Regions from separate parts of the Oryctolagus cuniculus genome. Here region 2 is linked to region 1. A link is a contact called in public Hi-C data. All regions are on one chromosome and are shown on one strand. The core of a region is the stretch at or near the end of the contact, and the rest is flanking DNA. Distances in the headings are between cores, read along the strand shown.

The links. Hi-C and Micro-C count contacts between places; a contact is called where the count stands out from the background.
Region 2: a contact with region 1 is called in a Hi-C map of an unstated tissue, with 5 times the contacts expected there. The contact joins the promoter of EPHB1 here to the enhancer-like site in region 1. A contact is called at or near these places in 4 of 6 Hi-C or Micro-C datasets (ear pinna, psoas muscle, skin fibroblasts and 1 more).

The regions. Positions count from the first base shown.
Region 1 is chr4:146,042,132-146,048,294 of mOryCun1.1, forward strand. It overlaps LOC103350398 (a long non-coding RNA gene), which reads right to left. Exons shown (of 3, transcript XR_518386.3): 3 at 5,744-6,163. Among named protein-coding and RNA genes, the nearest start is that of PPP2R3A, 410 kb to the left of the region's middle. Within about 2 kb of position 2,085, at least 1 of the 8 cell types and tissues checked has an H3K27ac peak or open chromatin away from gene starts, as enhancers often do.
Region 2 is chr4:146,697,965-146,704,425 of mOryCun1.1, forward strand. It overlaps EPHB1 (EPH receptor B1), which reads right to left and starts at 1,770. Exons shown (of 16, transcript XM_051818616.1): 1 at 1,360-1,770. The coding sequence starts at 1,417.

The DNA of each region.
Region 1 (6,163 bases), core at 835-3,334:
GAGGCAATGTCTGTAAATCATTGAACACATAACTGTCAGCTGCTATACTTAGCATCATCTCACCGACCTGGCCTGTGGCACTAAGTAGTTTGATCCCCTTGATTAAGAAAAGATGTTTGCATTCTTCACATGTGGTATTGACTTTTCTTTCCCTGCCAAATCACTTACAAACTGGCTGCCTCACTGCCATTTCGGTGTCATTTTCTCCATCACCAGTGTCTTTGCCTGGTATCTTCTCTCCCCAGTATAACCACAATGGCCCCTCCTTCTCTCCCCACTGCTCCCCAACCTTCTTCCCAGTCCTTGGTCACGTGGGTGGCAGGTGCACTCTGCACATCACGATAGCCACGCAGTGATTTCCATTCATCCCTAGAAATAAAACTCTGACTGTGACCCTGTCCTCCCGGCTGGAGTTGCCCTGCCCCTTGCCTGTGTGTCCAGTCTGAGCTCCCCTCGCTTTCCTTCACGCCCACTTCGCTCCAGTCCCACTGACCTCCTCCCTTAAACATGCGGAGCTCACCACGCCTGAGCATCGCCAGGTGTATCCCGTTTTCCTGCCTGAGACACCCTTCCCTCTGTGGTTGGCTTGGCTGCCGTTTCAGAACCTTCTGACAATACTGACTTCCATTCCATACAGGTTTATGTTTTGTCAGTCAATTAGAAGTCTCTATAGGGTAGCCCCAGTCATTGATCCAAAACCAGCTGAGATTCTGTCTTAGTTTTCCTCTTATGGTTGCAAGCTGGACTCCCTGGTCATCTTATCTGTTTCAGATAGGAAGAAGGTTTAAAAAAGACAACTCTTATATTAGAGAAACAATACCTTCCTCCCAATCACAGTTTATAGCTCATTGGCCGGACAGAACAGGGTTATACTGGCTCTTCTCGGCTCCCAAGAAGGCTGAAATATGTGTGTTTGGGTAGGTATGCTACATATGGCTTCAAAAAAGCTGTGGCTGGGTCATGTAGCTGGGTATGCTGTGGACCCAAATAAAATAGGGAAGAAGTGGAAAGGTGGGTGTCTATCGTAGCTGGGGATTCGGCTCACCCATCTTCTCTTCAGAGAGCTCCTCTCGGGACATTGTTACCTACATAGTGGTCCCTCCACTGCCACCCAGCCCAAGTCCTTGCTGTTTCCTTCCTAGCACTTTTGCGTTGTAAGTGTTTAATTTCTCATCTGGTGTATGTCTTACTGTAGGCACCATAACGGCACCTCTGCTTGGCTTGCCCCTAAATCCTTAGAATTCAACCCATCGTTGGCCATGCAGTGGTTTCTCAAGAAATGATTAATGGAATGAATGAGCGAGCCAGTTAGTACATGAACATGGGATACCTCTGGGATATTGAGCAATTCTCTGTTCCTTCCCCAGGCTGCCTCAATCAAAGGGAGTCCCCTAAATATAGTGGGATAAAAGAAGCAAACAGTCAACTAATGCGGATGGTGATTTTGTCGAATTAAGAAATGACTGGAGGATCAGCAAATGAATTGCTTGGTTTGTCCAGGCTCCTGAAGAACCTGCCCCACTCCCTCTTTTCCACGTATCTCTGGTTACCACCCAGCTGAAGCAAAAGACTGCAGTAGGAGTAGTTTTGTGCACTGTAGCCAAGTGCTCAGTTCCAGTTGGCTGAGAAGTTGCAGTAGTTGCGGGTGTGTGGGGTGTGGCAAGTCGGGGAGCTGTTCTGAGTAGTGTAAGAGATGTGCAAGGGGACTTCGGAAGCTTTGTGGATACCATCATTAGAAGGGAAGTCTATTTTGCTGTAAAAATTTCTTGAAACCCACAGACAGGTTTTCATGATATACATTTTCATGAATTTTTTGAAGACCTCTTGTATGTAGGAATTTCAAAATTTTTTTGTGCCAACATATATTCGTCTTTTAATTCCATTTTCCCTGCCGTGTTTGAAGATTGCCTGTCTCTCTCGTCTAAGCTCCCGACTGACTTTGGACAGTGGAGTGCTCTTCTCAGCACTTGGGCTGGGAATGTCCAGCACAGACTCCTTTGTCTGGAAAATGCAAACCAAGCAGCTCTCCTTACACACGTTAAGAAATTAAATAATGGAAGAGGAGGGGAACCAAGGCCCAGGGAGATCCGTAGCTAGGGAGGAGCGAGGGAATCTGGGCTCCAGGATCACTCTCTCAGCCAACATTACATTGCAGCTGATAATGCTCACTATTTTATTTTAACACCGGGTTTCCTTAGGGCAAATTAGTCATAGCAAATGAAAGCCAGTATTGCATTATTTCTATGACTCTTATGTAAGCGCAGGCTGAAGTTTTAGGCTACGGTGCACAAAACGACTCTTACTACAAGCATGTGCTTCAGCTGGGTGGTAACTAGAGACACGTGGAAAAGAGGGAGTGGGGCTGGTTCTTCAGGAGCCTGGGCTAGCCGACCCCACCCTCCGCAGCCCCTTCTTCCATGATTCCAGAGGTGGCCGCCTGAATCTGATTTCAGGGTCAGCTCCCCGCATTGCTCTGATCTGTCTTTTCTCAAGGAATATTTCTTTTGAGTGATTTATTCATTTATTTGAAAGACAGCTTCAGAGAGGCAGAGGCAGAGAGAGAGGGGGAGAGAGAGAGAGAGAGAGAGAGAGAGATCTTTCATCTGCAGGTTCACTCCTCAAATGGATGCAAAGGCTGGAGCTGTGCCAATCTGAAGCCAGGAGCCAGAAGCTTCCTCCGGGTCTCCCATGTGGGTGCAGGGACCCAAGGACTTGGGCCATCTTCTACTGCTTTCCCAGGCCATAGCAGAGAGCTGGACCGGAAGTGAAGCAGCTGGGTCTTGAACCAGCACCCGCCAGCACTGCAGGCGGTGGCTTTACCCACTATACCATGGCGCCGGCCCCTCAAGGAATGATCATGTTGCTAATCAAAGCCCTGTGGAGTGGTGTTTTTCCCCAAGTGTTGCAGCAAAGCAGTCCACTTATCAGAATGAAATTCTACGATGGACTTGAGATGGGTGGAGGGTGAAATCCCGATGGAGTGGAAAAGGCCTCCAATGGGAATGGAATGAGCCTGTGCCGTGGTACAGCTCCGTATCCTCATCCTGGCTCTGCCGCTTGCCAGCCATTGCATCCCAAGTATCTGCCATTTGGAAGGGATGGTGAGGCCTGAGCAGGGGATAGTGTGAAGATCCCAGGTGATAATGTGTTTTTCACAACACAGTGCCGGTCCCAGGGTCGGGCTCCAACCAGTGCTGACTCCTTTCCCTTGCCTTGTAGCTGTCATTTGGTTTATTGAGTGAGCTTTTTGATCTTCAGATCCTTAAAGGAAGGCCCTTGCTTCTAAACAGCTTCCTGGAGGAGATTTGAGGAGCATTCTAGTGCCTATCCTGCTGTCATTAGCATCTCTAATTCTCTAACCTTGAACAACGCACTATGCTCAGTGAGGCGCCTCACCACTTACTGATGTGCAGGCAGGGCTGGGGAAGGCCACAGGGAAGCAGCAGAAGTTGGTTAGGAGGTCCCTTGAGAAACAATGGGGATGCTGAAGCCCTGTCACCTGAACCTTCAGGCCTGATGTTAAGGACTGAAGAACAATACAAGACTCAATGTTCAGTGGTTCAGCGTAGGCACCAGCCAAGGGCAGGGAGGCACAGGATGTGTGGACCCACACAGACTTGGAAGCAGCAGAGACAGAGAGCCAGATGGTGATGGCCCATCCTCAGGGCACCTGCCTGGCATCCCGGCTCTGCACCTGACTGGGACCACTCTGCCCTGAAAAACCAGGGTCTCTTGGTTTGGGCCCGTTTTAGGCTTGGTTCAGTGCTTCTCCCTTCTTATCTGCAGTAACACAAATCTGCTTCCTTCTAACTTCCACCCCGTAGCTCCAGCCTTTCCCTGAGGGTTCACCCAGTAAGAATAGTCCCTCTCCCACGTGATGGTAGTTCAGTTTTAGCAGGATGGGGTTGTGGTTGTCCGGCTGGAGGCTGAACATCTCAGCACCTTCCTTTGTGATGGAATTAACACAGCTGCCAGTTTCTTTCCCATTTTCCTCTGCTGCTCGTGGCCCCTCTCCAACTGGTCAGTGACCCTTTCAAACTACAGATTTCAGAACCACTGGGAGAGGCAGACAGGAGCTAGTTACCACTAGAAAAATGCAATCTAAGTTCCTATTAGCTTCTTTGGTCACTGCTGAGTGAGACTGAGCCGACACCTAATCCAGAGGCCTTTTTCGCAGGCGTTGCTGTCAAGCTATGTCTTCTCACCCTGCATTTGTGCACTTGATACTCTGAATAACACCCTGGGGCTTTTGAAATATCCATTCAAATATCATCTGGTCAGGTTTGAAACAATAAACTTGCCTGTCAAGGCTGCCGGTGGTGTCCTGCCTCCACCACGCCATCCGTCAGCTTCTCTCTCTCAGCTGTAAACCCCCTGGATGGGGTGGGTGGGCTCAAGAGGACACAAATGCAATAATGCTTGATAAAATTTTTGGACTGCATTAGGCAGAGGTCAACATTCTTCATTAAATCGTAGTCCAAGGCATTCTATAGGATCACATTGCCCATGAATCATCATCTCCAAACTTATTCAACCAGGTAGAAATCCACTGAATGGTATTATCATGAGGTCTATATCTCTGTAATTTGCTCATAATAATAATATAGGACACTCCATGAAAGGACACGGCTCCAATCAATAGGCCCGGTACCCGCTGCCTCTTTTAAATCCTCTCTTGTGGTCATCTCACTGGCAAGCACGTCTAATGCGGCTTGGGCTCAGCCAGTGTAAGTGGGTCCCAGGCACATGCTCCCCCAGGGGCCGGATCACACTTGTTCCATTGCACACTCTGCTCCAGGCACTCACTAGGGACCACTGTCCTTGGACAATCAGATCCTACCCTCTCTCCAAAAGCTTGTAACTAGACAAAGGAGGAGGAGATTACACTTTGCAGAAATAATTTAGATCAGGCATGAAAAATAATCCCCCGACAAGGCATTGTGCTGAAATTCTAAAAACCGCTATGATGTCACTGTACAAATTATTCATAAATTGGTGATATATTTGGTAATCTGTCTCTGTAGACCTAGAGACAAAGGTATATGGATGAGGTCAGCTAATTGCAAGGGGGTTGTGGCTGGGAAAGAGTCGAAGCCCGAGTTTGACTTGTGGCCCTGCTGCTACCCACTAGCTGTAACGTGGTGTTGTTCTGGGATAGTATTTTCCCTCTGAAACGTCAAAGGGGCATGAGAGTACCTTCCCACCCCAGCTCATGGGGTTGTTGGGAGGATGCAGATGAAATATGCATCTCACAAGGGTAAGGGGCGAACATTACGGCTTCTGGGCAGCTTGTGCCTCTAAGTGGGATCATGGCTGTCCGTCCCAGGATTGCAGCTGTAGATAGCGTGGCAGGTTGGAAGCATACACTGTTTGGGGTGGATCATGTTCTCTAATTGGGTGTCACCTTTCATCAGCCAAGCAGCTGCCAAAACTGATTGCCTCCGATTTAGCTTCTTGGAGCTGATCAGCATACTGTTTTGTTAACAAGTATCGGAGGCTCAAGAAGTCTTCCAAGTGGTGCCACTTGAAGTGTAACAGCTGGCTGGGGGACTGTCATGTGGTAAGCTCTCATGGCACGGATGCAGTATTGGCTTCTTTTGTACCAAGCTGAAAAGGGGTCTCATTGATGTCCCACTGTCTTAAATACTCAGTTGGGGATTTCCACATTTCGATGGAGATAACACAGTTCTTTGGAGTTTACCTCTTGTTCCTAAACTGCACAGGACACACAGAGCTAAGGAGGAGAAGGAAAGCAATGCTCAGCATCACCTCAACAGCAGAAGTCTTTCCCGTGCCTGCCATTCTTCCATCCACACCCCTTTTTACCCATATATTCATCGATCTGTCCATGTGTCCATCCATCCATCCATCCATCCATCCATGCAACCATCCATTTGTTCATCCTTCCATTCACACACAAATATTCAATGAATATTTATAATGGACACTTAGTAGGCACTTAATGAAGCCTAAATCCTGCCTTCAAAAGTTTAAGATTTTGTATATGAAATAAGTTGCATGTAATTCATGGTATAAAGATCAGAGACTACTTCCAGTTAGATAGAATGGGGGTACCATTTGAACTGCACCAAGAGAGGTGGTCAAGAATTCAGCACAGGGAGAGGGGGAGGGGGTACCCCAAATGGAGGGAATACTAAGCAGT
Region 2 (6,461 bases), core at 520-3,019, 660 kb after region 1:
GAAAAGCGAGCGGGAGCTGTGTAGACACGAAGGGCCCGCCGCACCCCCAGCGCCGCCACAGAACCGACGCGGGAGGCAGCGATCTTTGCCCAAAGGCGAGGACAGTAGAGCCCCGCCTCAGGGTCCCGAGACCCCCCAGCTTCGGTTCCAGAAGGGCAGTGCCTTCCGAAGGGACTGGGGGTGGCCAAGCCCTGGTGTTCCTGGGAGTTTCCATTGGGCGAACCCGCACCCCAGCGGAGCGAGAGCCCAGACGGGACAGCGGCGCCGGCTCTCGGAGCTGCGGGTCTGGAGTTCCCCGCGGAGACTCGGCCCGCGTCGGACCCCGGGAAGGGGGTGCGGGAGCGTCACCCCCAGAGTCGCTTCCTTCGTAGCGGCAACTCCAAGTCCGCTCCCCTCGCTCAGCCGCTGTCCCGGGAGGCGGCTGCCGCCCCGCTCCGCCGCCAAAAGCGGGGGCGGGGAAGGGGCGGGAGGCGGGGAGCGGGACAGGGATTTCCCACCGGGATTCGCGGGCGCCGCGGCGGAGCGCCCGGGCTCCCCGCTGCACCAGGCGCGGGGTCACCGAAGCGAGCGTGTGTTGTTGGCCACCGGCCGGAGGCACGGGCCAGGCTGGTCTGGTAGGGGCGGTGTCGCTGCCCGCCGGCTCCGGGTCGCCAAGTCTCCGTTCCCGGACCCTGGGGGTGGGTGGGGATCCGGTGAGTTTAGGCAGGACCGACGCCCACCCTAGTCCACGGCTGCTCCGAGACTCCTCCTGGCCCCGCAGACCCCGGCACAGCCACACGGTTCCCCGAGGGTCCAGCCGAAGAACTCGACCCCCTCCTTCCGCAGCCACTTGCGGGGAGCCCCGGCAGAGCGGCTCCGGCTCCGGCTCCGGCTCCGGCTCCGGCGCGCGGCGCTTGCCAGCCAGCCCCAGATCCAGAAGCGGGCGGACTGCGAGCTGGGGACGCGGAGGTGGCGCGCGGCAGCTAGGGAGCGCATCGGGGCTCGGGATAGGAAGGGAGCGGACAGGCGCCCGGAAGCCCGGAGCTTGACGGTCCGCGGTGCTTCTCCGTCCCCTAACGCCCAGCTCTGCCCGGAGCCGAGGAGCCTGCACTGCAATGCAGCGGGCTCCGCGCTCGCCGAGCCGGAGCTGTCAGAGAGCGCCGGGGCGCGGGAGCTGCTGCGGGCGCCCAGAGCCAGCCGGCGGCGCGCCGGCGGGTGCCGCCCCGGCCCCGCGCCCGGCCGCGGCCGAACCTTGTCCTCGGGTCCCGGGATGCAGAAGACGCAAAGCGGCCGAAGCAGCCCCCACGAGCCGCGCGGCGCCCCGGCCCCGAGGCGGCGGCCGGCAGCCCCCAACTTGAAGCGCCGCCGAGGTTACGTTACCTTCCATCGCGGCCACTGCGGATGCCAGGAGGAACAGCAGCAGGCAATCCAAGGCCATGGCCGGCCGGAGGCCCCCAGGCCGAGCGCGAGCCGAGGCGGCCGCGCGGGGAGGGCGCCGCGTCCCGGGGCGCCGCTGCGCTCCCCGCGGGTGGCTTCTCCGTATCCTTTCGCGCTCTCGCCGGGACCGGACTCCCTGGAGCGCGGCGTGGGCGTGGGCGGGAGTGTGCGCGCGTGGGGCGGTGCGGGCGCGCGTGGGTGTGGGTGTGCATGTGTGTGTGTGTGTTTATGGGAGAGGTGGGTGTGTGCGTGCGTGTGGGAGAGAGGGCGAGGGCGAGCGAGCCTGAGAGAGCGCGCGCGAGCGTGTGCGTCCCGGTGTCACATTGCGAGCTACGGCGGAGCCGACAGGAGGACGGGGCCGGCCAGACTGGCGGGGGAGGGAGCGGGATCCCCCACCAACAGCTCTCTCCCCACCCCTAGCACCTCCTGTCCAATCAAGGAATCAAACCTGCAAAATTCCCCCGTCCAATCAGGCGCGAGCACCTCCTCACGCTGGCATTGTTAGTTTAAGAAAAACTTTTGCTTGCTAGGCTGTGCGGGAGGGCCGCGAAGGCGCTAGGAGGGGTCGGGGCTCCCCCTCGTGGTGCGCCGGCAGAACCGCACCGGCCCGCGCCAGCTCCTGGGTCCACGCCCCGGACTTAGCGGGCTGCCGAGGTCTAGGTGGAGACCCCTCGGCTGTCCAGCGCCCGCAGGACCCCCGTTGAGCTTCAAATCGTTCAGTGCGTATCTCTCCACCCGATCCAGGGCAGCTCCCGTGACACCCCTGCGCCTCTTCTGCATACCACGTCTCCTCTGAGGACGGCGTGTTCTCTGTTACTGGTTTCCCCTGACGTAAATGGGCTCATCATTTTGGAGACTCTGGTCTGTTTCCTTCTGAATCCTGAGCGCTGAGAACAGCGCCTGACCCTGGAAGATGATGGCAGCTGCGTGTTGAACGAACGGATGCAGCAAGCGCGGAGGGCTTGGGTGAGTCCTCACAGCTCTTGGCTGATGCCTTCCTCCAGGAGTTCCTGCTGCTGCTGTGCGTGCCAGGAGTGTCCCTGGGAGCCCGACCCGGAGGACATGCTCTGGAAGAGACCAGAGCCACGCAGCCAGCTGTAACATCAGTCGGGGAAGGGAGTAGGGCAGCCCAGGATCAAGGTAAGGTGCACAGTGGAAGGCACCTCACCATGGGCTAGGCCTTCAGCAGGAGCAGGACAGCGGCAGGTGGGATTCTGCCAGGCTCAGCTCCAGCAGCTCTGCTTTCTTGCCCTGCCCCTGGAGATGGCCAGCGTGGTGTGGATCTGAAGGCTGCCTAGCTGCACAATGTGTGGGGGAGTGTCCTCATCACCCGCCCCCGACTCCCGACCCCATGACAGTCTGGTCCTGCAGGGTCCCTCAGGGACGGCTGGCCTTTCCCCAGAGTTGATAATGAGCTCACAGTGAGCAGATGCGGCGGGTTTTTTTTTTTTAATTACTCGCCTTTGGGGGCTCTGCTGTGTCAGTCCCCACCACTGCACGTCTGTCTGGTCTCTCCTTTCCCAAGACTGCTTCCCCTCTGCCAGTCAGACTAGGGTCCCCCCACCCAGATAATTCTTTGGTACTCCAGCTCTGACTCCAGTTACCTCCCTCATCTCCTACCCTCCTTGTCACCCTGCCTCAGCACCTTCAGGGACCATACCACTTCCACCTACTTAATGCTGTGCCAGCTGCACTCCATCCCACCATGATACCAACCTGCCACAGGGTCTCTGGAGCAAGCTGAGGCTGCCCTGGCGATAGCCTGCTCCGAGTTATCCATCATCTTCCAGGGACCAAGGCATCGTCAGACATGGGTGCCCTGTACTTCTTTGGAGGCTCTGGCCCCAGTTTCCATGGTCCTGCTCCCCCTCCCCATCTTCTACCAACTCCTTCTATTTCCTCTACTCCCTCTTTACCTTTCAATGGAGATGCCCCCCAAGCTCTATCCCTAGAGTCCTTCTCCCAGGGTTCATGGAAAACTCCCTGGCAGCTTCACCTACTCTTTGACCTCCAGCCATGCCTTGATGGGTGGGTGGGTGGATAGATGGATGGATGGATGGATGGATAAATGGATAGATGGATGAGTGGATGGGTGAATAGATGGATGGGTGAGTGGATGGGTAGATGGATAGATGTATAGATTGATGGGTGGGTGGGTGGATGGATAGATGTATAGATTGATGGATGGGTGAACAGATGACTGGATGGATTACTGAATGAATGCATGGATGCATGGGTGGATGGATGGATAGATGGGTAGATTGATGAGTGTGTGGGTGGATGAGTTAATGGTTGGGTGGATGAGTGGATGGATGGATGGGTGGGTGGATGGATGGGTGTATGAATGGATGGATGGATGGCTTTCAGACTGTTCCCTCCCCTTCACTACATCACAGCCTCTTGGGAGGCACGCCTGGCAGAGCCCTCCTGCCACATCCCCCTCCTGATTCCTTTGTCCCAAGTCCATGAGCCTGTCCCAGCCTACACTGCCTTCCCCCGGATCGCTGGAAACTGAATGACTGCCCATCTTCCATCCCTTTCCTGTCTAGTCCCTCTGGATCCTGCTGCCATGCTAATCTTCCTCAAGCCACGCTTCATCCTACCTCTTCCCAGCACAGAAACCTAGTGGCTCCTCCCTGTCTGCTGAAGACAGACTGGCCACTTTGGCTTGGCACTCTCATTTCTCTGTGAGCTCCCTGCAACCTCCCTGCTCAGCCTGGACATGGGCTGCTTAGCTAACTTGACCCCCTTGCCTGCACCACACTCATACCCAGGCTAGCCACACATCCCCTACTTGCTCAGCAAATGTTGCTTTGTGCCTACTGGGCATGTGGCAGGCTCTGGCCTCAGCTGTGGGGGTGTGGTGGACAAACCCTGCTGTGTGGGAAGCTTACACGTGGCAGGCGATAATAAGCAAACAGGCAGTGGTGCATCCGTGGTGAGAAGGACTCTGGAGAATAATGAAGCAGGGGAGAGCTTGGGGGTGGTGGCCAGCAGTTGGACATGAGGGGATGGCTTCTGCTTGTTGAGCGCCTTCTGTAGACAAGCAGTGCATGGCAAAATTTAGGACCCGCATTTCCCTCCTTCTGTTTCTGCCCAGACCCACCTCTGTCGGGAAGCCTTCTCTGTGGTTGCTCTTCTGGTCTTCACCCAGTCCTCTCATTCCACCCTCTGGGGTGGAACCCAGTACCCTTCCAGACCTGACTGAAGGTAGAACTGGCCATGATCCAGCTGTTAAACGTCACTCCTGGAGGCAGGTGCACCTTGGAGCCCACCGAGCATCCTTGCCAGGGCCTTTCAACCTTACAGAAAACTCACCGTGTGGGCTCTCTCAAACGCCTGATTGCAAGGCCTCCCCCAAGAACATGTCAACTCTCAAAGTGATTGCACAGCCCCTTCTCCCCAGTGGATTTTGCTGCGCATGAGGCTTGGAAGCTTGCGGCTTTCCCCAAAGACACCCAGGTGGAGAAGCACGAGCGTGGCTGAGATGGGTCTCAGACCTCTGCTCTGTTCCAGCAGCGTTTGTTGGAAACTGGGCACCTCCCGAGGCTTCCCCTGAAGCAGGAGGAGCAGAAGCGAGGGGAGGAAGAGGAACGAGAGGCGTGGGATGGATTGGGATGGGGAGGAAGGAACATGAAGTTGGAAGGAAAACAGCATTGATGACTTTTAGAACACACTGAAGGCTCAGGTAAACCTGCTGGTTAATTTCCCTAATAACTCAAAGATTGACTTTTCTCAAGCAAGTTAAATATTAATTTAGCTGTGCAGCAGATTGATCTTTCTCTCGCAATGGGTTATGGTTTGTAAATATCCCTGAAAGTACCATTGGCTTGGGACGCCAAGCCTGGGTGCCTTTTCCCCCCAGCATCTCCTTGGCTCTTTTTTTTTTCCTCTCTGGTGTCAAATGCTCACTTGTTTTCTTGATTAATCACTGGGCTATTTGATATCACTAAATCACTCCTTCAAAATGACGCTGCAGGCTCCTGGGCTGAAGACTCAGAGCTCCCTCTGCCCAGAGGGTTTGGGGGCCCTCAACCAGCTTAGACGGTGCTGGCTCTGAATGCTTCTGTATCTAAGCCCAGGAAAGTCTCTCCAGTGAAAGCAGCTGTACGACTTCCCATGAGAGTTCTACCCATTGCGGAGCTGCGCTGTTAGAAATGTCCTGCTCACCTCCCACCCACATCCCGCTCACTATGATTTCAACTTGTCTTCTCCCTTCTTCTTATCAGGGGAGCGAGTGCACAAAGAATACCTTGCTGAGGCTGATCAGACACATGCCTTATTCAACAGGAGATATTACTGCCCCGTGTCCCATCCTTTTCCTTTTTAAATGCTCTTTACTGCATAAATGAAAGGTTTAGTTACACAGTCCATGACCCCGGCTAGCTTTAATTAGATTCTTAAGCTGCAAGACACATTTTCATCAATTCTTTCTTGAGAGGCAGGAGGACCCTTTGAGGTTCAGTTAAAGCACTTTAACATGGAATTGACAAATAACAAAAATGTTCCTCGCCCTCTTTCATTCTCTCTTTTCCCCAACATTTATTCAGCAACAGTTCTGTGCTAGTTGCATGCAAATTACTGGGGACCAAGGGATACCTGTCACCCAGCCCCTCCCTTTAAGGATATCTTAGTCTGCCCAGGGAGTCAAGCAAAGAATTGAAATGCATTGTAGGGGAACAGCATTGGGTCTAGCAATTAAGACACCTGCATCTCATATCAGAGCCCAGCTGCTAACTCCAGCTTCCGGCTAATGCAGACCCTGGGAGGCAGTGGTGATGGCTCAAGTGCTTGGTTTCTTATCACACACTTGGGAGACCTGGATTACGTTCCAATTCCCAGCTTTATCCCCAGCCAATGCAGGCATCTGGGGACTGAACCACTGGATAGGAGTTAGTTCTCAAATGAAAAAATGAAAAAATATGCATTTTGGGACTCTCCATCCAAAATGGCCTCTGGCCAGTGGTTTCCATCCAACCTCTCTTTGTTTCTCAGGAAAATACACTGGCAAATACAGATGAACATGAAGAGTTGCATAACAAGAT